Regions from separate parts of the Mus musculus genome. Here regions 2, 3, 4, 5 and 6 are each linked to region 1. A link is a contact called in public Hi-C, HiChIP or PLAC-seq and Micro-C data. All regions are on one chromosome and are shown on one strand. Each heading gives the region's core, a stretch centred on a gene start, on an enhancer-like site or on the middle of the called end of the contact. The rest is flanking DNA. Distances are from core to core; before and after follow the strand shown.

Region 1 (3,411 bases), core at 676-3,175:
AAATGAAAAGCATTTTCTAAATGTTGCGAAAAGTATTACAATTGGGCCTCGGCTCTTCAGTTGATGAAGTTGCTAGATCTGCAATCTAAACTAGCAGCAGAATGCCATTAAACCCTAGGCATGGAGTGCACTGGAGTTTACCTCTCTGAAGTGAATGCAGATTACCATTTTAATAATGTGCAGTTTTGTTAAATGTTAATAGTGGCCCTGAGTTCATCCTGGCTCACAATTTCTGAAAGGCAGAAGATTCACCTTGGAATTGAGCATCCATGAGAAAGAATCCATCAAACAAATGCATCCCTCTTCATCTTGGGCTAATTTTATCCCACAGTCCCTGGCTATCTGCAAGCTGCCTAAGTGATTCACGGTGCATTTTCACATTGCTTTTTATTCAAAGAATAAACGTGAATTATCTTGTTTACTGTCACCACAGCTTGGCAATTATTATTAGCTCCATCTTATATTTGGAAAAATAGAAGTTCGAGATCCTTCAAGAGTCACAGTTGAGGAGAGACAAAGAGCAAATCTCATGGGGAATACTCACAGGACTTAGACTTCATAGGTGTTTCAGATAGAGATGCTCCCATCAATGATCATCCAGCTAACCTCATCATTTTGAGGGTGAGGATGGGGATGTCAGGACTGTTCCAGTGTTCTATTTAGCAAACTTAAATACTCTCGGTTTCATTTCCACTTCCTGAGTTTGAGATGAGAATACTTTCAGTAGCTGTTTTCTAATAATAGGACTCTCATAACCGCTAATGGGATTGTGCCAGAGTGGGTGGAAGCCTCAGTGTAATGTCTAGCTAACGTATATGCCAGTCATGCTGAAGAGGGCACTGGGTGGGGGCTGAGCCAGACTACCATCTCTTGTAGGACATTTGTTTGCTTCCTGTAAACGGGCCTCAGGCCTGCTTTTGGATCAGTATCTCTACCTCTAAAATTAGGTGTTGCACTAAATCTTTAACGTTCTTAGAGTCTTACGTGCCACCGTTCTCACTTTCTTTATATAAAATTTTCAAGTGCATAATATACACATATGTCATAGGAATGCAAATTTGCAGACACTATAGAGAGAGGGGGGAAAAAGCAGAAAGTAGAAATGGAAGATTCCAGGGCAGTTGACTATATTTCAAGGTAAGTGTTCTCTAAGGAGAAAAATGATTCCATTCTTCTTAATGTGCTTTTTAGAAGGCGATAGATTCTGGGCACCTGGTATCTTGTCTATTTCCTTTCCGGAGTTTTGAAGTTTGTTCTTTGAAAGTGGTATCAAAGTCTGTCACCTGATGTGGTTGTTAGGTTCATTGTCAACTTGACACAGACTAGAGTCATCTGGGAAGATAGAACTTCAGTTGAGAAAATGGCTCCATAAGATTGGCCTGTAGGCAAGTCTGTGGAACATTTTCTTGATTAATGATTGATATGCAAGGACCCAGCTCATGGTGGGCCATGCCATCCCTAGGAAGTTAGTCTTTAGTTGTATAAAAAAATCAACTTGAGCAAGCCTTAGGAAACAAGTCAGTAAGTGTTTCTCCATGTTCTCTGCTGCAGTTCTTGCTAGAGTGCCTGTCCTAGCTTCTCTTTATAATGGACTGTGATTGAGATGAGTAAGCCAAAAAAAACTCTTCCCTCCCCATGTTTGTTGACCATGGTATCTGTATTGTGGCAGTGAGAAGCAAACTAGAACACCTGGTTATTGTGGTTGCTTTGCTCATGGGAGGACTTAGGATATGTAACTCCATCACACTGAAGAAGGAAAGGGCAGACTTGTTTCTGAATGAAGTTCCCTGAGTTCATCTGCACCGTGGAATGATGACTTGGTTCCACAACACTCATCAGCTATGCTCCTGCCGTCACACATGGAGGAGTATGAGGTTGTGACTCAGTCCTACCACATTCCTCTAGCAAGGGTCCCACGCCATCACAGATGGGGGAGTATGACTCAGTCCTACCACGTTCTTCTGGCAATGATCACAGCATTGCAGATGGAGCTCTGTAAGCCTGACTCTAGAAAAGTGTGAGTCAGGATGAATTATGAGAGTCGGCAGGCCTACAAACACTTTCTTTAATAATTAGCCTAAGGTGAAGGGGGGACTAAACTCACTAAACTCCCATTTCATACCACCCAAACCATGTACTGCTAATATCTGACTGAGCACAGAAATCCATCTTCAGGTGATGCGGCTTAAAACCTCATTTGTAAAGCACAGCCTGAAGGGCTTCCAGCAAAGAGTGAAGGGCTGTAAACACTGCTTTTGGGCTCCATCATCTCTTTGGGGGACACCATAGGTCACTGATCAGAGCCTTACAGCTGTGGTTGAATGCACCTTGGAGAGAGCCCATAGGCAAACACAACATGGGTATATGTTCCCAGAGGGAAAGGAGAGTCCCTCATCATACACACAAACTCTGTGCTTTCCTTATACAGGCTCACAAAAGCCAAAGTGCAGAAAGCATAATGTCTCCATAACCCTTCAATGAGACAAAGTGAGGTCTGTGTCACTGCCTTGGCAGGTTGGTACTCAGATGTAGTAATTGAACTGTGCAGACAAATCCTTATCCATGCCAGTTTAGAAACCTGCTTTATGAAGCTATTGGGAAAAACTCTCAGGAAAAACAGAAACAAGAATCTCCTAGTCTACCTGTCAATGTTTGTTGTGTATCTACAGTCTGGAGGGAGTTACTGTGAGGCACACTGGGAAGAGCTAAGTATGTGGGGTAGTTCCAGCTCTTAGAATCTTCCAGTCTAGCTCAAAAGGCAACATAGCTGAACAGATGATCCTGGGAAGGGCATTGCAAGTAAACAAAAATGATGAGTTGATGGAGCTCAAAGCAGGAACTGTGAAGGGGGTTGTAGAAGTCAAGAGATATTTCTCAGAATTGGGCTGGAGATAATGATCATTTGGCACAGTGCTTGTCTAATGAAGGTGTTCACCCCTAATCCCTGCACTAGGGAGTCAGAAGCAGGAGGAGCACAAGTTCAAAGTCATCCTTCCAACATAGTGAGTTCAAGGATGCTTGAGATCCTGTGTCAAAGACTCAAAGAAGGCAGAGGAAGGGCAGTGGGAAGGTGAAAGGTAGAGAAGGAGAGAGAATGTGGGGGTAAAGGAGGAGTGATGGAGAGTGAGAAGAGGAGGAGAGGGAGAGATGAAGAGCTTTACAGAAAGAGGGAAGAGAAGGAGAAAGAAAGAGAAGGAGAAAGGGAAGGGAAGAAGAGGGGTCAGCCATGGAGCATGTCTTAGGAGGAGCTGAGAGTGTGGCTGTATAGTAGACACTTTGTGTGTGACCTGGAGACTTCTCTACACTCCTGGGCAATGACTCTGTCAACTTATGTCATTTCCCCTGGACTTGTCATGGTTCATTTATTTTTCTTTTTGAAATCCCTGGATTCTACAGAAAAGGTCATCCAGC
Region 2 (3,411 bases), core at 301-2,800, 380 kb after region 1:
CCACAATATACCCCCCCTGTGCAATCAACAGCAAATATTAAAGACAGTAATAGATAGTTTTCTGACCCCTATCCTATAGACTACACTCTTTAAATGCATCTATGGCCACTGGAGAATTCACCAGTATTTCCATGTATTACATTTATGTCATTGGTTTTGCCACTATACTGAGGAATTAGATAGAGGGGGTCCAAGTGACATCAGATGAACTCACTGTGAAATTACCACCATAGCTTCATTCCGGTATTATGGCATTTACCAACTCTCTTGGGTCTTACTCAAACTCCTGGGCAGTGCTTTATCATGAAGAATCATGGCACTGATCACTTTGCCTGTTTGCTTAAATTGTTAGGAAGGTCACAAGCTACAGTACAAATGGGGAATCAAGAGATTAGTAAATAAAAGGTTTTTTAAAAGTTAAAGAAGGAAGTTCATAGCATGGGTGATTTGTTAATCAGAAGACGATTGCTAATCTGTTCAAGTCTAGCAATATATGTTGTATTGCACAGCAGATACTTGGTATAAATGCAACCCACCTCAATCTTGTGTATCTATATATACACTTTGGTTCTGAAGACCCAACCCAAAGTTCCATAGATGCTAAGCACATGCTTCCATTGAACTACATCTTTCTATCCTATCATGTTTTCTAGCCCAAGTTTTCCCTTTAAAAGTGGTTCCTCACTTTTAAAATATCATGTCCTGGCACATATTTTAGTAATTACGCTAATTAAGAAAGGTTCAAACAAAATGTTCAAGCATAATGCACTCATAAAGTTCTTGCTTCTGTATTTAAAAGCATAGGTGATTTGTTAATCAGATGATGATTGTCAAGATGCTCTCCAAAAGGAACAGCACAACCTCCAGGTGTAGAGCTATTGAGTGGTTTTACTATAGTGATGTTTTACTATCAAGGGTGAAGATTCATCATGAAGGGAGTCTCCAGCAGAAAAGCCCAGTAATGCCAGAAAACAAAGTGCAGTACTTCTGCAATAGAAGTGGGGCCACCAAGGGCAAGAGGATCAGAGACATCAAAAGCACAGTGACCAAGAGTCACTAGATCTCGGGACCCCTCTTAGAACATTTAAATCCTCTTCTCTCAGGTATTGAGAATGGAAATCTGTATTTCTCTTCACTTTTGAGAGAGCATCTCATATATGCTATGCTGGCCTGGAACTATTGATGTAGCCAAAGATGAGGTGAACTTCTGGCCTTCCTGCCTCTACCTCCAGACTGTAGGGATTATAAGGGTACCGCACTCAGTTTCTATGGTTCTGAGGATGAAATTTAGGTCTACTCCACATGCTGATCAAACATTCTAAGCTACATCTCCAGCTCAAATCTGCATTTTAGATGTGATTTCTAAAGAGTTCTTAAAATATCAAAAATTAAGTGATATCACCCAAGGACCCACAAGAAGGATGACTTAAAAAACACTCATGCACGTGGTTAGCACTGGGAATTTCCAGCAGATTGGCCCAGGGGAAGAGAGCTGTCAGGCAAAAATGAATGGTTTGGGTGTAAATGTAGAGCACAGATGATGGTGACCACAGCTGCCAGGGCCAACTTCCTTCTGTTCAGTTCCTGGATCCCTTCCTTACTGGCTGTCTGGCCTTGGGCCAGTCAAATTCAACTTCCTGGAGATGGATTCTTCATAATCACTACATTGTAAGGTGAGGGTATCAGTCAGCTGAAGTTTATTGGGATTATTCTGTGAGTCATAGAAGATCTTTAACCTCAGAAACTTAGTTTTCCCCTTAGCTAAAGCACAACTGCTCCTCCTTTTTCTCCTTTTTTTCCTCCTCCTCCTCCTCCTCCTCCTCCTCCTCCTCCTCCTCCTTTCCCTTCTCCTCACCCTTCTTCTTTCTCTTCCTCTTCTTTTACTTGTGTGTGTGTGTGTGGAGGGGTATGCACATGTGAAGTACCATGAGTATGGAGGTCAGGAAGTCAATTTGTGGAAGTCACTTCTCTGCTTCCTCCATGTAAGTCTCAGTGACTCAATTCAGATCATGTTTGTCAGCTTGGTAGGTTTACCCACGCTCATGGCTTCAATATGCTTGCCTCAGGGAGTAGCACTATTTGGAGGTGTGACATTGTTGGAGTACGTCTGTCTCTGTGAGCGTGGGCTTTAAGACCCTCATCCTAGCTGCCTGGAAGTCAGTCTTCCACTAGCAGCCTTTGGATGAAGATGTAAAACTCTCAGCTCTGCCTGTGCCATGCCTGCCTGGATATTGCCATGCTCCTGCCTTGATGATAATGGACTGAACCTCTGAACCTGTAAGCCAGCCCCAATTAAATGCTGTTTTTTATAAGACTTGCCTTGGTCATGGTGTCTATTCACAGCAGTAAAACCCTAAGACACCCGCCTAACTGTCTTGGCTCTTGAGTTTCATTATGACATCATTCTTCTGTTCTCAATGACCCTCTTCCTCTTCCCAACTTTCAACTTCAGCTTCCATGCCTTTGTGTGTGCATGATTCAATAAGTTTAATTGGGGTTGCTTTGTAGTGTGTGTCAAGGTTTACTTATAAGCGCATAGGCAACATATGATGGCTGCATCATTGAAGAAACTGACTCATGGGTTCTTATCAGACCTCACCACACCTCCAATTCTCTGGTCCTTTCTCTCCTTTTCATTTGCATGCACCCTGTCTTATAGCCAAGCTCAACTACATAGAAATGAGGTTGAAGGTGTGCTACATGGAAGTCATGGGGCAAAGCTCACACAACAAAGTGTGGTGGGGATTTTTGTAGTGTGTGAGAGAAATCAAAATGTTGTGAGAAAGGGGAGTGATGAAGGGGAATGGTTCTTGCACAAAAGGTTGAGGAATAATGGAGAGGAACAGTTCTATCAGAGTAAGCTGATGAACTTCCACAGTGCAGCTCAGGCTCCTGGCTCACAAGGGGATTTTAAAGGGGGAAGGTATTAAAGTAATTCTGATGCCTGCTGAGCTTTGGGGCCTCAGAGCTGCCCAGGAAACACCCTAATTAACAGAAGTGTTAAGATTTCCTGTTGGGTGTGGTTAAATCAAACCAATGCATAATAAAAGAAACCCTTGTTTTCTGGGATCATGGCCTTATTCTAAAAGACCTCATCAGTGGATACCGAGAAGCTATCCCAAAGATGAGATCCGCTCTGTTCTTGAATTAAAAATTATGGCCCATGAATTGTAAAGTATAACAATAGCTGCAATAAAATGACTGAGAAACCCAAATTCATCTAATCACGCATCCATCTGGCTCATTCAAGCACACACAGTGCACAAAAGACTATGGTTGCTGCCTGCCTTCCCTCTGCTTTCCCTGAATAGAGTGTCAGGAGATCACCATCAAACCCTGTGATAAACACTCACATTTCCACAAATGTAGATTGTGTTTTAGAGAGATCAGCTTTAAATTAGTTTATTAAAA
Region 3 (3,411 bases), core at 399-2,898, 350 kb after region 1:
AGGTTTCTGGTTCAGAGATCCTGACTGAAAAGAAAAAGGCAGAGAAGACATTCAACATCCTCCTCTGGCTTCTGTATATGTATGCATGAGTCTGCATATCTGTACACTGAGCTGCATGCAAAACACACACACATACAAGCCAAAAACCAACCAAACACAAAGGACTGGCCAGCTAGGTGGCTAACTCTAGGGAAGAAACATATTTCTATATCTAGAGCCCTATTGCAAACATTACTATTTCCAACACATCACTTAACGAGATGACAAAAAAAAAAAAAGGCACAAAGTCAAATATCAAAACTGGAATTCTGGAGATCGTTCTGCCCTCTTTCCAGTTGTGAATAGCCTGGGCTTCACCTGAGCAGGTGTTGAGTGTGAGCTAAAGCACACCCCAGCAACCTTGGTCTGTCCTTCCTGACTCCAACCACACCATTCACGTTCCTTCCAGGAGCTTTTGTGAATATCACCAGAATAAGAACAACATCTGAGGTTGATTTCTAGCCTCCACACACATATGCAACACATGTATACCAGCACATCCAAATTACTGTGACATAGAGAAACACACATGTGCAGGTATCTTGGACTGGGAGACACCAGAGCTATAGCAGGCTATGGCTGCACAAGTATAAAGCTCTTGCAGGGTGGGGCTGTTGGAGCAGATAGAAAGCATCATGATTGCAAGGTCGAGTAGACCAGGGATAGGATAATGAAGAAGAAAGGAACACAAAGGTTACTCTGAGCACAATCATGCTATAGGCCTCTGTCCCATCAATTTGACACCTCTGACTTCTTGTCCATCAAGAAGTGACTGACAAGAGAAAATGTGGTGCATGTATACAATACTTTTATTTAGCCTCAAAGAATAAAATAATATTATTAAGAAAATGGATGGAACTGGATATAACGATAATATAAAAAATAAGGCAGACTTGGAAAGACAAGTATGACACGCCTTTCTTCCTATCAGAGGCTAGGTTTTTAAGAAAGTAGAAATGAAGTTATTTGGCAAGAGGAAGTGTTCAGTGGAAAGGGGAGGGGGAAATGAGGATGGTGGTGGGTATGATCAAAGTGCATAGCATACGCACATGAACGAGCCAAAATGAGACACATTATTTTATATAATGAACATATACTGATTGAAAAAAAATCAAAGGAAGCTATTTTGAGAAGAGAAAAAAAAGAGAGAAATAAAACCCCATTTGGCCGAGTGTAGTAGCACAGGCTTGTGATCCCTGCACTCATAAGAAATGGAGGAGGAAGAGGGAGAGGGGGAGGAGGCAGGGGAAGCGATGCATCTATCTTTAGAAGCATCCTTTCTTCCTTCACCTCTCTCAGTTTTGTTCGGTTTCCTCAGATGCTTAGGTATATTTTGAGAACAAGCATTAATTCTCTGAAACTCATATATTAATACACGATCCACAAACTATGTCTTTCTCTTCATCATTCTCTGCTCCTTACAGTTTTAATATGAAGTATCCCCCCACAGACTCATTTCATTGAAGGTTTGGTCCTCAGTACCCTGTTGAGACCTTCGGCTTTCAGGCTGTGGCTACATCATGAGGAAGCTAGTTTCAGCTTCCTCTTCATCTTCTGGTGCATTCATAGTTGAATGAACTCGTGAGAGGGGATAGAAGGCACAGGGGGTGGAGCAAGTTTCAGGAAGTAGGTCATTGGGGGTGTAACCTCGAAAGAATACATCGCTGTCTCTTCCCTACAACTTGGCTTGTGTGAGATTACCTTACCTCCTTCTCAGTACAAACCACCAGCATTATTCCAGCTCATGTGAGGTCAGGGCAAAACCCAGGTTGCTGAGTTTCCCTGTCCAAGTTTTGTAAAAGAGATAAACAGGGCTGATCATGACTCCACAGATGCAGAAGAGCTGGTAGGCTCAACTACGAGCCACTGTACCAAGATGACAGCTCTAATTGTCAAGTGAACTAATCATGGCCCTAGAAACTTCACACTGGGGCCTCAGTGAATGATGAATCCCAGTCCCCTCCATCCTCCACCAAGAAGTACAGTTCACAGGTGACACCCTTATGTGCAAGTCAAGTCTTCATTCAGAGGATTGGAAAGACAGCTAAACCAAAACAGAGACCAAGATAAAGGGGAGGGAAAAAAAAAAAAAAGAGTATCTGTGTGGGATTGTGAAGGTTGAGTGGTGAGCAGGAAGTGGAGTTCAAAAGAGGGACTAATGGCTCACAAAGGCAGCAAGAAGTGGGAAGGAGCAATTAATTGGATCAGTCTGTGAAGGTTCAAAACAGTCTTCTAGCGTGACGACGTAATATCCTGATTCCCAAGTCAGGATCCCCAAGTCCTCCATATGACTAATAATTAAAGCCAGCTCCTGGGAAATAAATTCTTTAATTTGTATATTCTAAGTGGGGACAGCAGATATCCCTTTGACCTTATTCAAAATTGTCTTTTGGAAGGTAAATGCCTAAGACTCTCAAAAAAACAAAAATATTTAGAAGTACACTGTAGAATAATAAGGAGGATCTCGAGGAGGTTGGGAAAAAAGGACAGGAATCAGCCTGTAGCCCCAGAGACTGAGCATCATCCCCACAGCCCACCCTTCACTTCTGAAAACCCAGGTGCTCACCAGTGTACACCCCAGGGATTCCTGCTAAGGAAACTGCCAGATCTTCTATTTGCTTTCTGTATTTTGCTAATGAACTTTCCATCTGAAGGCCCACGGGTACAGATACCCATTCCACCAGAAAGCTTAGCAGAAGTAGAGTAGCCAGGAGCACGGCAGCAAGCAGAGGTGACAAGCATAGCATCCTTCAGGATCTCAGAGCAGAAAAAGACTGTTCGGCAGTTGTCCCCATCCACCAAGACCTGGACACAAATCCCAGGCCACATAAGGAACCATGATCCTGTGTCTGTCAAAACGGTCACCATGACAACCATGTAAAATATTGAAGGTGATTTTTTTTAGATTAAATTTTTAAGATGATTTCTTTTTTTTGAGATTATAATATAATTACGTAATTTCTCACTTCCCTTTCCTCCCACCAAACCCTACATACCTCTTCTTGCTCTTTGCCAAATTCATGGACTCTCTTTTTCATCAATTGTTGTTACATATGTATATACACATAAATACATAAGTGTATCCTTTTCAGACTATTTGCTACTTGTATGTAAGTTTTCAGGACTGACCGTTTGGTGTTAGATGCTCTAATGGGGAAGACTATTTCTCCTCTTCTCACTTAGTTGCTTGCAGTTCTCTGCGTAGACAGAGATCATTAGAGAGAACTGTAACCAATCAAGATGCAGAGTTGTAGATCCAAGCTGCAAGTGATACATCCACAAAACAACTCCCATGCCTAAGGCTCAGGGATTATTCTAGAAGAATATGCAAAAAGACTGTAAGACCCAGAGGGGCAGAGAGTTTGCTGAGAG
Region 4 (3,411 bases), core at 641-3,140, 320 kb before region 1:
TTAAAACAAATTTATGGCCTCTGTGAGCAAATGCCAGCTGTGCTGCTGAAAGGATCTTGCCTGCAGTTGGGTCATTAAGCACAGGATGTGAGCAAGGATTTAATTTTCAAGTCGAGGTTCCTATCTAGTATGATCACTGCTTGGTTATCAGCTGGTCCTAAAGTCCAAGCAAGAGGGATATGGAAGCCCACACAATCATAAGTCACCAACATACTGTGAGCTGCTGTGAGGATGTGGAAAGACCCTCAGAGGGTCAAAGTCCTTTGTAAAGAGAACTGCATTAAACAGAGGGGTCTGTCCAAGCATGAATACCCTTTTATGCCTCTAATGACAGCAACCTAGGCAGTATATGGATATTGTATTCCTGCTGAGTTTCTTGTATTGATCAGAATCCTCAAGATAAATTTCTCTCCTCTATGTGTGTGTGTGTGTATGCACATGTTCATGTATGTGTGTATATCTATGTGTAAGTCAGAGGTCAATTTCAAATGTTATTCTTCAGGCACCATCCATCTTGTGTTTTGTGATTGGCTCTCACTGGGGCCTGGAACTTGCCATGTAGGCCAAGCCTGCTAGTCAGTGAGCCATGGCGATCTGCCTGTCTCTATCTCTGAGCATGCTCCATATACTCTGCTTTTGTGTGGATTCTGATGATGGAACTCAGGAATTCATGCTTGCACAGCAGGGGTAAGTGCTTGCATACACTTACTGAGATACCCACTCAGTTCTTAAAACAGAATCTTAAGATTTTGCTTAGTTTGTAACTGCTCAGGTAAACAGAATTTTGATGAAGACATAGGGTCTGTCTGAGGCCATCTGTGAAGTGTGAGAGGCCTGTAATGCATCAAGTTTTAGGTGTGGTCAGCCTCACCTTGAGCTAGACCTCTGTCTGGAAGCACATTCCATCTCTGTGAGGCCCATGCAGTGACCTAACCAGAAGGTTGCAGTGAACAGATAGCTTTTAAAGGTCAACAGTTCATGACCCTCCAGTGAGGAGCTGAAGACCAGATTTATAACTCAGACAATGGAATAAACAGGAAACCATATAGACATTGTCTATCTCTATGATCAGCCAGGCTGTTAGAACCAGTCTTTGTCTAGATGGTGGTAGTAACAAATCTTATGGATTCATGCGCTGTACACCTGCCCTCTGACTTTGGTGAATGCTAAGATTGGGCTGACAGCCCCTTGTTTATAAGACCTTCACAAGCATGACCAAGAGGTCCTGTTGAAAGCAAATGTGTTATCAAAACCTCTCCTGGTGTGGTCACCATGACTCTCACTTTCATGCTTTTTGAAGATAGCCATGCTCGTTTAATAGAGGAGATGAGAGACTAACGAAGCAGTAGAGAGACTACTTCAGGGTGCTTCTAATCACTTCTGGCAAGAAAAGAAACTAGATGAGCAACTAAAATGTACATGGCGTCATCACAACTTCATATACTCCCTTCATCCTCTTCTGATAGAGGGCCAAAGACAGTATATTGAGAGTCATAGTCCTACAGCTTCACCCCCACAGAGAAGCCCCATTTGCAGACCAGGGCCGTCCTCCTGGTAACAGACAGGGAAGAGTAAAATATCTGCAGACAGACACTGTGACTAAAGTCAAATTACAACAGGTATGAGCAGGAACACAGCATTTGGGGGATTTCCTTTGCCTAACGTCTGAGGGGTTTGGGATGCGGGAGCAAGCGTTTTGTCAGCTGAACTCCTGAAAACTGGGGGAAAGTTCCAAAGAAGTTTGTCTTACAGTTTAATTAGGTCAATGGTAACAGTGGCCTTTAAGGAAGCATGCTAATTAGGGAAGTCCTTTCTAGTCCTCTGTGAGGCAGTCAGTGTGGAGGAAACACCGATACACACCACACGGTCCATTAATAAATGACTGCAGAGGCCAAGGCTGAGTGAACTTCAATAAAGGAAATGGAAGAATCTGGGAAGCTGACCCTCTCACCTTCCTCTAATGATTAACTCTAAAGTATTTAAAAAAAAAAAAAAAACCTCTGGTTGCTTATACAACTGCTTCCCTTCATGTGAGTCTGTGGGGAAGAATGTCACAGAATACTAACAGAAAACAAAAGAGGGCAGCCTTTGATAACCCGCACGCACGGTTGGGCGGACAGAGTCCTTGGGTTTTCCTCTGAGCTAAAGGATAAGGGGGATGCTCCCAGGGTGTTTCTCAGCCCGGGCACAGTGTAAACCTTGGTTTCCTGAGCCAGTCTTGTGGTAAGTGCTGTTGTAAAACTGCCAACTCTGTGGCAGGCACAACAGACAAACTTTGCGCTTCTTGATTTTGCAGAATGGTGATGAAAATAAATAGTTAGGCTGTGGCTTGTGAGATTTCTTTCCTTCTTCTAGTTTGCAAACACAGGCCACATCAGAGCTGTGCTGTAATTAAACAAAGTATGTCTCTCAATTCCCTGGGGGGAGGGGGGTAGCTGGGACATGTCATTCAGCAATGACTGATGAGGAAGGGAACCCTGTTCATTGGGGCTTACTGGGTACCAAAAGCATGTGGCTTTTACAGCTTTGCTGTTCTCCTAGGCCTTTAGAGCAACTGAAGCCAGGAAGCTCAGTGATGCTATTTTGGTAAGTGGGATTGGAAGGGGTACATGGAATATAGACACATTAGATTTTGATACCTGATTGGATGGTGCTGTCTATAATGGTTGGCTTCTCTGTGGCCAGGACAGTGGTGCCTCCTGAAAAATAAGAGCAGCGGCATACCAAAATAAGAAAACAGAGGCAGTGTGCAACAATGTTTCAAGCTCACATCTCTAGACATTTCTCACAGAAAACTCTTACTTTAGTTCCTTCCAGGACCAATCACATTTGACTGAATCTTAGTCTATCTAATTCAAACAACATTACCATAAGATTGTTTTAATTTTATGCATGCTATGTTTTGTGTATGTTTACATGTGTGTGAAGATTTGCATTAAGTGTGCAGGAGCATGTGCATGTGGATGTTAGAAGATAATCTGCGGTGTCATGTCAGAAATATCACTTGGCTCCTTTGAAACAGGGTTACACAAGTAGGCTAGATTGGCTGGCTAGTGAGTCCCAGGGACCCATTATCTACCTACAAGCTTGTACTATACTCAGCTTTGTGTGTGTGTGTGTGTGTGTGTGTGTGTGTGTGTGTGTGTGTGTGTATTCTAGGGGCTGACTTCAGGTCCTTAGGCTTGACAGGAAGCCCCTTATCAACTGATCCATAGTCCCAACTCTAACAGCTTTACTTAAAAAAAAAAAAAACCTTACACATTTGCTTTACAATTTTTTAAATGAACAAATAAAGATTTTCTCTATGTTGTACAATATCACACATACACACTAATGTGCTAATTAGCAAATGCATTACCTGCACCTCTCTTCTTTACTGGTTATGGTAGTGAAAACTCTCATAGTGATTTT
Region 5 (3,411 bases), core at 517-3,016, 310 kb after region 1:
ATAGAACCATGAAACAAGATCAGGTCTCCCTTGGTTCTCAGGAAAGTTCTTGCTTTACTTCTCAGAGATACTGTAAGTTAATCTAAGAACAAAAGACATGTTTTCCCTGCAGCTAGATGCTCAAGCGTTTGGTTAAGTCCTGTGCCTCAGTACATGTTATTATATAAACCACATTTACTGCTATATACAGGTGAACCACCTCTTCTTCAGTCCCATCAAATCAATGATAAGATAGTGGTTAAAACGATGCTCAATTCACGAAGCTCAAGAAGAAAGAAGACAAAAGTGTGGATGCTTCAGTCCTACTTAAAAGGGGGAACAAAATAGTCATGGGAGGTAGAGGATGGGGGGAGGGGGGACTTGGGAGGAAAAGAGAAGGGGTGGGGAAAAAGGTATGGGAGGAGACAGGGATAACATACAGAGGGTCAGGAAATTGAACAGACGTAGCAATGGGGGATGGGGAACTGGGGGTAGCCATTAGAAAGTCTCAGATGCCAGGAAAGCAAGAGGCTCACAGGATCCAATGGGGATGAGATTAGCTGAAATATCCAACAAAGGGGAAAAAAAGAACCTGTAGGGACCATATCCTGAGGTTAGACATGGCCCCGGTTGAGGGGATGGGGTCACCCACCCATCTCCAAAATTTTAACCCAGAATTGCTCCTGTCTAAAGGAAATGCAGGGAAAAAGAGTGGAACAGAGACTGAAGGAAAGGCCATCTAGAGACTGCCCCACCTGTGGATCCATCCCATATGCAGACACCAAACCCAGGCACAATTGCTGATATCAATAAGTGGTTGCTGATACCAAGAAGAGCCTGATATAGCTGTCTCCAGAATGGCTCTGCCGTAACCTTCAGTCTCTGTTCCACTCTTTTTCCCTGCATTTCCTTTAGACAGGAGCAATTCTGGGTTAAAATACAGATGGGGATGCACAAAATCAACCATCAGACTGAGCACGGGAACTCTAGTGGAGAAGTTAGGGAAGGACTGAAGGAGCTGAAGGAGTTTGTAACCCCATAGGAAGAACAACAATATCAACCAACCAGACCCCTGCTCCCAGAGCTCCCAGGGAATGGGAGGGGAGGCCCTTGGTCCTGTGAAGGCTTTATGCCCCAGTGTAAGGGAATGCTAGGGCAATGAGGTGGGAGTGGGGGGGGCACCCTCATAGAAGCAGGGGGAGGAGGGATGGGTTGGGGGTTTGTGAAGGAGAAACAGGGAAAGGGGATAACATTTGAAATGTAAATAAATAAAATAACCAATAAAAAAAAAGAAAGAAAAGAGAGGAAAAGAAAAGAAAAGAAAAGAAAAGAAAAGAAAAGAAAAGAAAAGAAGATGCATTCAAATAGTAAAATATGATCAAAGATGATGTATCTTACATGCAGAAATTCCTGAAGGTTCCATAGAAAAAAAATAGACCAACTAAGTTCAACAAAGCAGTAAGAAATAAAACATTAAAATTGAAAAAAATGCTCAGTTGAAAAACCACTTGCCAAACAAACACAAAGACTAAATGCAATTCCAAAAACTCCTGTGTAAAAGCTGCATTTTGGTGGCACACACACAATTCAATTGCTGAGCAGGTAGAGACAGTCCCAGGTCACTGGGACTCTCAGGCTAGTCAGTCTAACTGAGTCAGAGCATTCCTGTCTCAAGAAGCAAGCTCCTGAAGAATGATACCTAAGTTTGACCTCTGGCCTCCACATAAACACACACAAGATGTTCTGTCCACTTCTCCAAGCCAAGCCTATTCAGTTCCTCAAAAGGCCTGGGCCATCCCATGGTTCCTGTATTGAACCTCTGCTGTACTACTGTAACCAATTTAATGATCACAGAGGCTAAGTAAGTGTTCAACTGTCTCTTTCTCTTCTTGCTGTTACTAAATCCTTCCATATTAATAGTCAATTTCCCAGCAAAAACGTTACAGTACTAGCAGCTTGGGAAGAAGATAAGAGCTTGTAGAGATGGGAGAGCACGGTACTGCCTATGAATCACACCAGCAGGATAACTAGAAGAAAAGCATCAGTCTCAAGGAAACATTAGCTTGGGGAAGTGAAGGGGACCAATGAGAAAATCAGTCGCTGTGCCCTCCTGCATCCATCAGCCCTGCCATATCCCTGCTACCTCACTGTCCTGTGTGCTATGAATGAATCCAAATGAACTGGTATCTCTTGACACTTTTGTTTCTCCATTTTCACTGACACCTCACCCTTAGCACTTGACCCAGAGCCCCAAAAGTTGGGGGATATGGGCAGGGATAGGCCACTTCATACTTTAGTAATGTAAAGATCTTGAAAATATTTATCAAGACATATTCTCTTCTTATGTCCCTTTTGGGGTTCCCCATTCTTCTAAGACAATGGTTCTCAAACTTCTTAATGCTTAATTCGTTCTGTTCCCTGCTCATAAAATTATTTCACTGCCACTTTATAGCTATAATTTTGCTACTGTTATGAATCATAATGTTAATATTTGATATGCAACCCCAAAGGTGTCATGACCCTCAGGTTGAGAACCACTGTTCTAAGGCTTTATCAAAGCAGTGTCTCTTGCCTCTCTGAGTGTGGGTCGCATTACAACCTTCCACCCTGGACACTCAAGACAAGAGTCAGTCCTTTAAGACCCTTGCTAGCCTGGCTTCCCTGGAGTTGCCTTCAATATTGTTTAATTCATCTCTTTAGGAGGATTTCTTTTGAGTTCTTCTGTTTTGGGTCTAACTGATGTAATTTTATCTCAAAAACAATATTAGTGTGAGTAATAGACATCAAAGCATGTGACTTCCTGCTTGCCTTATGTCAGGGACTTTGAGATCAGCATCCAATATTTCACCATTTAGGTGACCAGCTCTGCTGACCCACTCAGCCTTTTTCCTCAGAGCTTCCCTTTCCCAAAAATAATACCCTCTAAATCCAAGCCAGTTGAAAGTACTAGATACACCCAACTGCTTGGAGCCCCAGAGAATGAGGCTAGGATTTCTTCAGCTAAATTACACTGGGCCTCGCTTTTTCCTTCACTCTCGAGACCCCTATCGCCAAATTCTGCTAATCTATTTGCTTACCTAATAACTACAGATCACAAATACTTCCTAAGTACACATGGAGTACTCTTCAAGACAAGCCATATGGTGGGCCACTATGGGTGGAATGTGTCCCCAAAGGCCATGTATTGGACAGCCAGGTCCACATGCAATTAGACCATGAAATGAGATTGAGTTAGTACAAGAGTGTATTCATCACAAAAGGAGGCATTTGCCACCCATCACACATGCTCTGCCATTTCTTTGCTTGTCTGTTGCTATGGAATAAGCAAAAGGAAGGTCTTCCCCATATGCCAGCCCTATGAGTTTGGACTCTTCAACTTTCTGAGCCTTTAGTCTAATCATACATTTCCATTGCATATAAATCCTCCAGAAA
Region 6 (3,411 bases), core at 551-3,050, 300 kb before region 1:
AAACTTACCCCTGTGCTAGTTCTCTATTATTTCAAGAAAAAATTCTACCTAGGTTTAAAAATCACATTTTGGGTGCTGGGGAGTTAGCTCAGTTGTATCTTCAGAATCCATTTAAAAACACCAGGCACGGTAACTGACATTTGTAAACCAGCACTGGGGAGGCAGAAACAAGCAGTTCCTTGAGCTCATTGGCACCCAGCCTAGATGAACTGGTGAGCTCCCAATCCCAATGAGAGACTGTCTCAAAATAAATAAACAATATGTGGGCTGCACTTGTGGAATGACAATCGAGGTTGTCCCAGGGTCTTCACACATCTGCCTGTGCACCTCCAACATGTGTGCCTCCCATGAATTCAAACACCCGTATCTCATTTTGGATTCACATCAGCTATCTAATACATTCCAGTTAACTAATTCTCCCTCACATCCTGTAGAAAGATTTCCTATCATTGCCTTTGGCCAAGATGTTCAGCTTCCTCTCTCCTGATTTCAGAGGCACAGCCTATGTAAATGTCAAGATGCAGTTCAAGAGTCATGGAAACTTCTGCCTACTTGGGATGATTCCCCTCCTGGGAATGTGATGGCCCAGGCAGAAGTAGCTCCCAGCTGGGACAGAGATGTGCTGTGGGTGGGATTATGAGTCTGTAATCACAGATAGACTATAAACTCCCCAAGAGCAATGGAGTACATAATGGACCTCTTCACATTTTCTGTAGCAACGGGAGAGTATCCATCATTGATTGATTGATTGATTGGTTGGTTGGTTGCTTAATAAATAACCAACACCAGTTATCTTCTTTGCAACACCATACTATTCAATTAGGGACATATAGGAGTGACAATCTAATTTTCTTTGAAACAATTCCATTCTACATAATGTGATAAATAGCAATATAGAAAGCATAACCACCCTAAGTGATTTAAGTCCAGCCCCGTTGACCTGAAGCATGGGTCAGTCAGCACCTCTCTTCATGAGCTATACAGTTCTGATGCTATGTCTTCCACACTCAGGACTTTCAAGCAAGGCTTTGAACACTGCACATCCCAGCTCCTTGCTTGCACAGTCACTGATACTAGAGAGATGAAGCACTTCCTCCCTGGGTGGGGCTAGGGCTTTTTTTTTTTTTTTACATTCTTTCTATCCTCTAGGCCCACCTATCATCTTGCTCTTTCCACCATTTAATTTGTGGAAAACACTGACTCATCTTTAAATATTATTTTGCTTAGTCAATATTTCTGTCTGTAATTAGACACATTTTTTTTCTGATATGCCTTATGATACTTGATCTGTATTTTCTCTTGTATTGGCAATCGTATCCACTCTTTTAGATAACTGCCTTTTGCTAGTTCAAGTTTTATGTTCTCTCTCTTTCCCTTTCTCCCTCACTACTTCCCTTTCTTTCTTCTTTCCTTCCTGCCTTTTTCACACCCCCCCCCCCTTTTTTTTGACAAGATCTCTTGTTCCGGTCTGGCCCTCAGTTCACCTTGGAGAATGACCTTGAATTCCTGAGCCTTCTACCTCCACCTCCTATGTATTGGGGTTTCAAGTGTGCACTGCCATGTGGTTTCTGCATGGCAGAACCAACTGCCATGTGGTTTCTGCAGTGTTGGGTGCAGAACTCAGGGATTCCTGTATGTTGGGCAAGCATACTCACAACCAAGCCATTTGCCAAGTTGGATCCTAATTTTTTGAGGGTATGAAACAAGTCATATTTTTCTGTTTTCTGAGACTTGCTGAGCTTGTTTTTGCACACTGTCAACCTCAAAAAATATTTGCTGAATGAATCAATGTATTACAACAGTCAAAAGCAGCTGTCGTTTCTCAGGACGCCTTCCTGTAACCCAGCCTGACTATTTGCTCTGGGTGGGAATCTGGAAACCAAGAATAAACTCAATGGAAATTATTTTTAAAGATTTAAACAAAGCCATTTGCTGAAGGACTATGAAACTCTTATCTTAAAAACAGAAGTCCCATTTCTTGGCTACAGTGATCACACCTGCCTGACTTCCAACCGGCTTCTTTACAATGGTGATGCTTGGCTGGCAAAGGGAGTCAGATGTTACCATCTGAGAAACACACAGCTAATTTGGATCCTACAAGCAGAGCAGAGACTGTGCTAGATGGATGTTCTTTCTCTTACACAGAGATTCTGAACTGTTTCTTTCCCCAGACATGGTGAAAGCCGGTCCATTCTCAGTCAGAAGTCAGTGTGTTGAGCCAGCCTCCAACATTTCTCTGCGAATGCCTCTTCTGAAAAACAGTATGTTGAACCTTGACTTGCCCTTGACTGGAAGCCACAAGACTCATACTGTGCATTTGTGGGCATGTGTCTGAGAGACAAAGGACATCATCTTGTACTTTCTATGATGTTTTTTGAGACACAGCTTCTCACTGGCCTGGGGAGTCACTAGTTAGGTTAGACTGGCTGGTCAGCAAGTCCCAGAGAGCCTCCTGTCTCCACCATCCTAGCTCTGGGTTACAAGTGTATGCTACTATGCATGCCTTTTTATGTGAGCTCTGGGGTTTGAACTCAGGTCCCATGCTTGTAAGATGAGTTCTTTACTGATTGAGCTATTTCCTCAACTTAGCCCATAATTCACTTTTAACAATGATGAGGGAAAAATTACATTAACAATTAATTCAAGGTTTGAATGAGATGCTAGTTTACAGCAGGGTTTCCTTAGCAGACAGGCTTGACCCACTTTTGCCCATGTTGTTAAATTTAACAAGCAAATAAACAACAGAACAAGAAATGGGATATCCAACTAGATTGGAATGTCAGAGACACAATGACTAATTCTTAGTGTATCCAAAATACTGCAATGGGAAATACATAAACTAACAATTATCATTTTTAAGTCACACCAAGCTTAACTGGGGATTCTGTATTTTGTTTGGCAACACTATTTCTTTTTTTGAAACTTTAAAATCAATTTTGGATGAAAGAGACAAGTGGATGATGTTACGGGGAGGGGTTTGGTGTGGCTATTATGAGTGGTATGAATTTACCGTAAGATCTCTGTGCTTGACCTTAAAATAACAAACTGAGCACAGCTAGTTAATCAGTTTCCAGAGTGAGAAAGTGATCGCTAGCTATGGCAGTAGTTCCCAGTGGGCATCACCTGGCCTCCTCTGAGGGCTTGGGGAGTTTCCTAAGGATGTTGTGGTGTCTGGAAAGGTCGCCCTCATCTTTGATTGACAGGAGCATGCATGACTATGGGGGAAGAGAACACCACTGAGCAGAGCATAGGCTGAGGTCTCACAACCCTGTAGAAGTCCTCCAGTGTGGTCTTCCCAGTTCCCTAACCCCTTTGCCAAATGATGCAGCTGCTTTAGAGAAACAAGGGAAACATTCCTTCCCCCAATCACCTGTAAAGCAGGATATTTTGCCTGAGTGTGTATCTTTCTGT

The links. Hi-C and Micro-C count contacts between places; a contact is called where the count stands out from the background. HiChIP or PLAC-seq counts read pairs in DNA pulled down with a chosen protein or histone mark.
Region 2: a contact with region 1 is called in an H3K4me3 HiChIP or PLAC-seq map of bone marrow-derived macrophages, with 6 times the contacts expected there. The contact joins two enhancer-like sites. A contact is called at or near these places in 1 of 484 Hi-C or Micro-C datasets (bone marrow-derived macrophages), 1 of 115 datasets of contacts at active chromatin or transcription factors (bone marrow-derived macrophages) and 1 of 9 other capture datasets (bone marrow-derived macrophages).
Region 3: a contact with region 1 is called in an H3K4me3 HiChIP or PLAC-seq map of bone marrow-derived macrophages, with 5 times the contacts expected there. The contact joins two enhancer-like sites. A contact is called at or near these places in 1 of 15 datasets of contacts at CTCF or cohesin (the NIH/3T3 cell line), 2 of 484 Hi-C or Micro-C datasets (bone marrow-derived macrophages and nephron progenitors) and 2 of 115 datasets of contacts at active chromatin or transcription factors (bone marrow-derived macrophages and microglia).
Region 4: a Micro-C map of macrophages shows a contact between it and region 1, with 6 times the contacts expected there. The contact joins two enhancer-like sites. A contact is called at or near these places in 1 of 15 datasets of contacts at CTCF or cohesin (the NIH/3T3 cell line), 9 of 484 Hi-C or Micro-C datasets (Th1 cells, bone marrow-derived macrophages, cerebral cortex and 5 more) and 1 of 115 datasets of contacts at active chromatin or transcription factors (pancreatic cancer cells).
Region 5: a Hi-C map of bone marrow-derived macrophages shows a contact between it and region 1, with 2.4 times the contacts expected there. The contact joins two enhancer-like sites. A contact is called at or near these places in 1 of 484 Hi-C or Micro-C datasets (bone marrow-derived macrophages) and 1 of 115 datasets of contacts at active chromatin or transcription factors (bone marrow-derived macrophages).
Region 6: a contact with region 1 is called in a Micro-C map of muscle stem cells, with 2.9 times the contacts expected there. The contact joins two enhancer-like sites. A contact is called at or near these places in 3 of 484 Hi-C or Micro-C datasets (adipose-derived mesenchymal stem cells, cerebral cortex and muscle stem cells).

What each region holds. Positions count from the first base shown.
Region 1 is chr8:128,163,650-128,167,060 of GRCm38.p6, reverse strand. No RefSeq gene overlaps it. Among named protein-coding and RNA genes, the nearest start is that of Mir21c, 110 kb to the left of the region's middle. Within about 2 kb of position 1,925, at least 69 of the 459 cell types and tissues checked have an H3K27ac peak or open chromatin away from gene starts, as enhancers often do. A contact at or near this core is called in bone marrow-derived macrophages, macrophages and muscle stem cells, where this site is marked.
Region 2 is chr8:127,779,345-127,782,755 of GRCm38.p6, reverse strand. No RefSeq gene overlaps it. Among named protein-coding and RNA genes, the nearest start is that of Gm32590, 25 kb to the left of the region's middle. Within about 2 kb of position 1,550, at least 6 of the 459 cell types and tissues checked have an H3K27ac peak or open chromatin away from gene starts, as enhancers often do. A contact at or near this core is called in bone marrow-derived macrophages, where this site is marked.
Region 3 is chr8:127,813,203-127,816,613 of GRCm38.p6, reverse strand. No RefSeq gene overlaps it. Among named protein-coding and RNA genes, the nearest start is that of Gm32590, 9.2 kb to the right of the region's middle. Within about 2 kb of position 1,648, at least 47 of the 459 cell types and tissues checked have an H3K27ac peak or open chromatin away from gene starts, as enhancers often do. A contact at or near this core is called in bone marrow-derived macrophages, where this site is marked.
Region 4 is chr8:128,487,185-128,490,595 of GRCm38.p6, reverse strand. Nrp1 (neuropilin 1) reads right to left here. Exons shown (of 17, transcript NM_008737.2): 12 at 2,640-2,699. Gm32643 (a long non-coding RNA gene) reads left to right here. Exons shown (of 7, transcript XR_003947627.1): 1 at 1-2,223. Among named protein-coding and RNA genes, the nearest start is that of Gm32643, 4.1 kb to the left of the region's middle. Within about 2 kb of position 1,890, at least 62 of the 459 cell types and tissues checked have an H3K27ac peak or open chromatin away from gene starts, as enhancers often do. A contact at or near this core is called in bone marrow-derived macrophages and macrophages, where this site is marked.
Region 5 is chr8:127,850,731-127,854,141 of GRCm38.p6, reverse strand. No RefSeq gene overlaps it. Among named protein-coding and RNA genes, the nearest start is that of Gm32590, 47 kb to the right of the region's middle. Within about 2 kb of position 1,766, at least 3 of the 459 cell types and tissues checked have an H3K27ac peak or open chromatin away from gene starts, as enhancers often do. A contact at or near this core is called in bone marrow-derived macrophages, where this site is marked.
Region 6 is chr8:128,464,025-128,467,435 of GRCm38.p6, reverse strand. The region is part of intron 8 of Nrp1 (neuropilin 1); the gene reads right to left. Gm32643 (a long non-coding RNA gene) reads left to right here. Exons shown (of 7, transcript XR_003947627.1): 4 at 2,172-2,261. Among named protein-coding and RNA genes, the nearest start is that of Gm32643, 27 kb to the left of the region's middle. Within about 2 kb of position 1,800, at least 24 of the 459 cell types and tissues checked have an H3K27ac peak or open chromatin away from gene starts, as enhancers often do. A contact at or near this core is called in muscle stem cells, where this site is marked.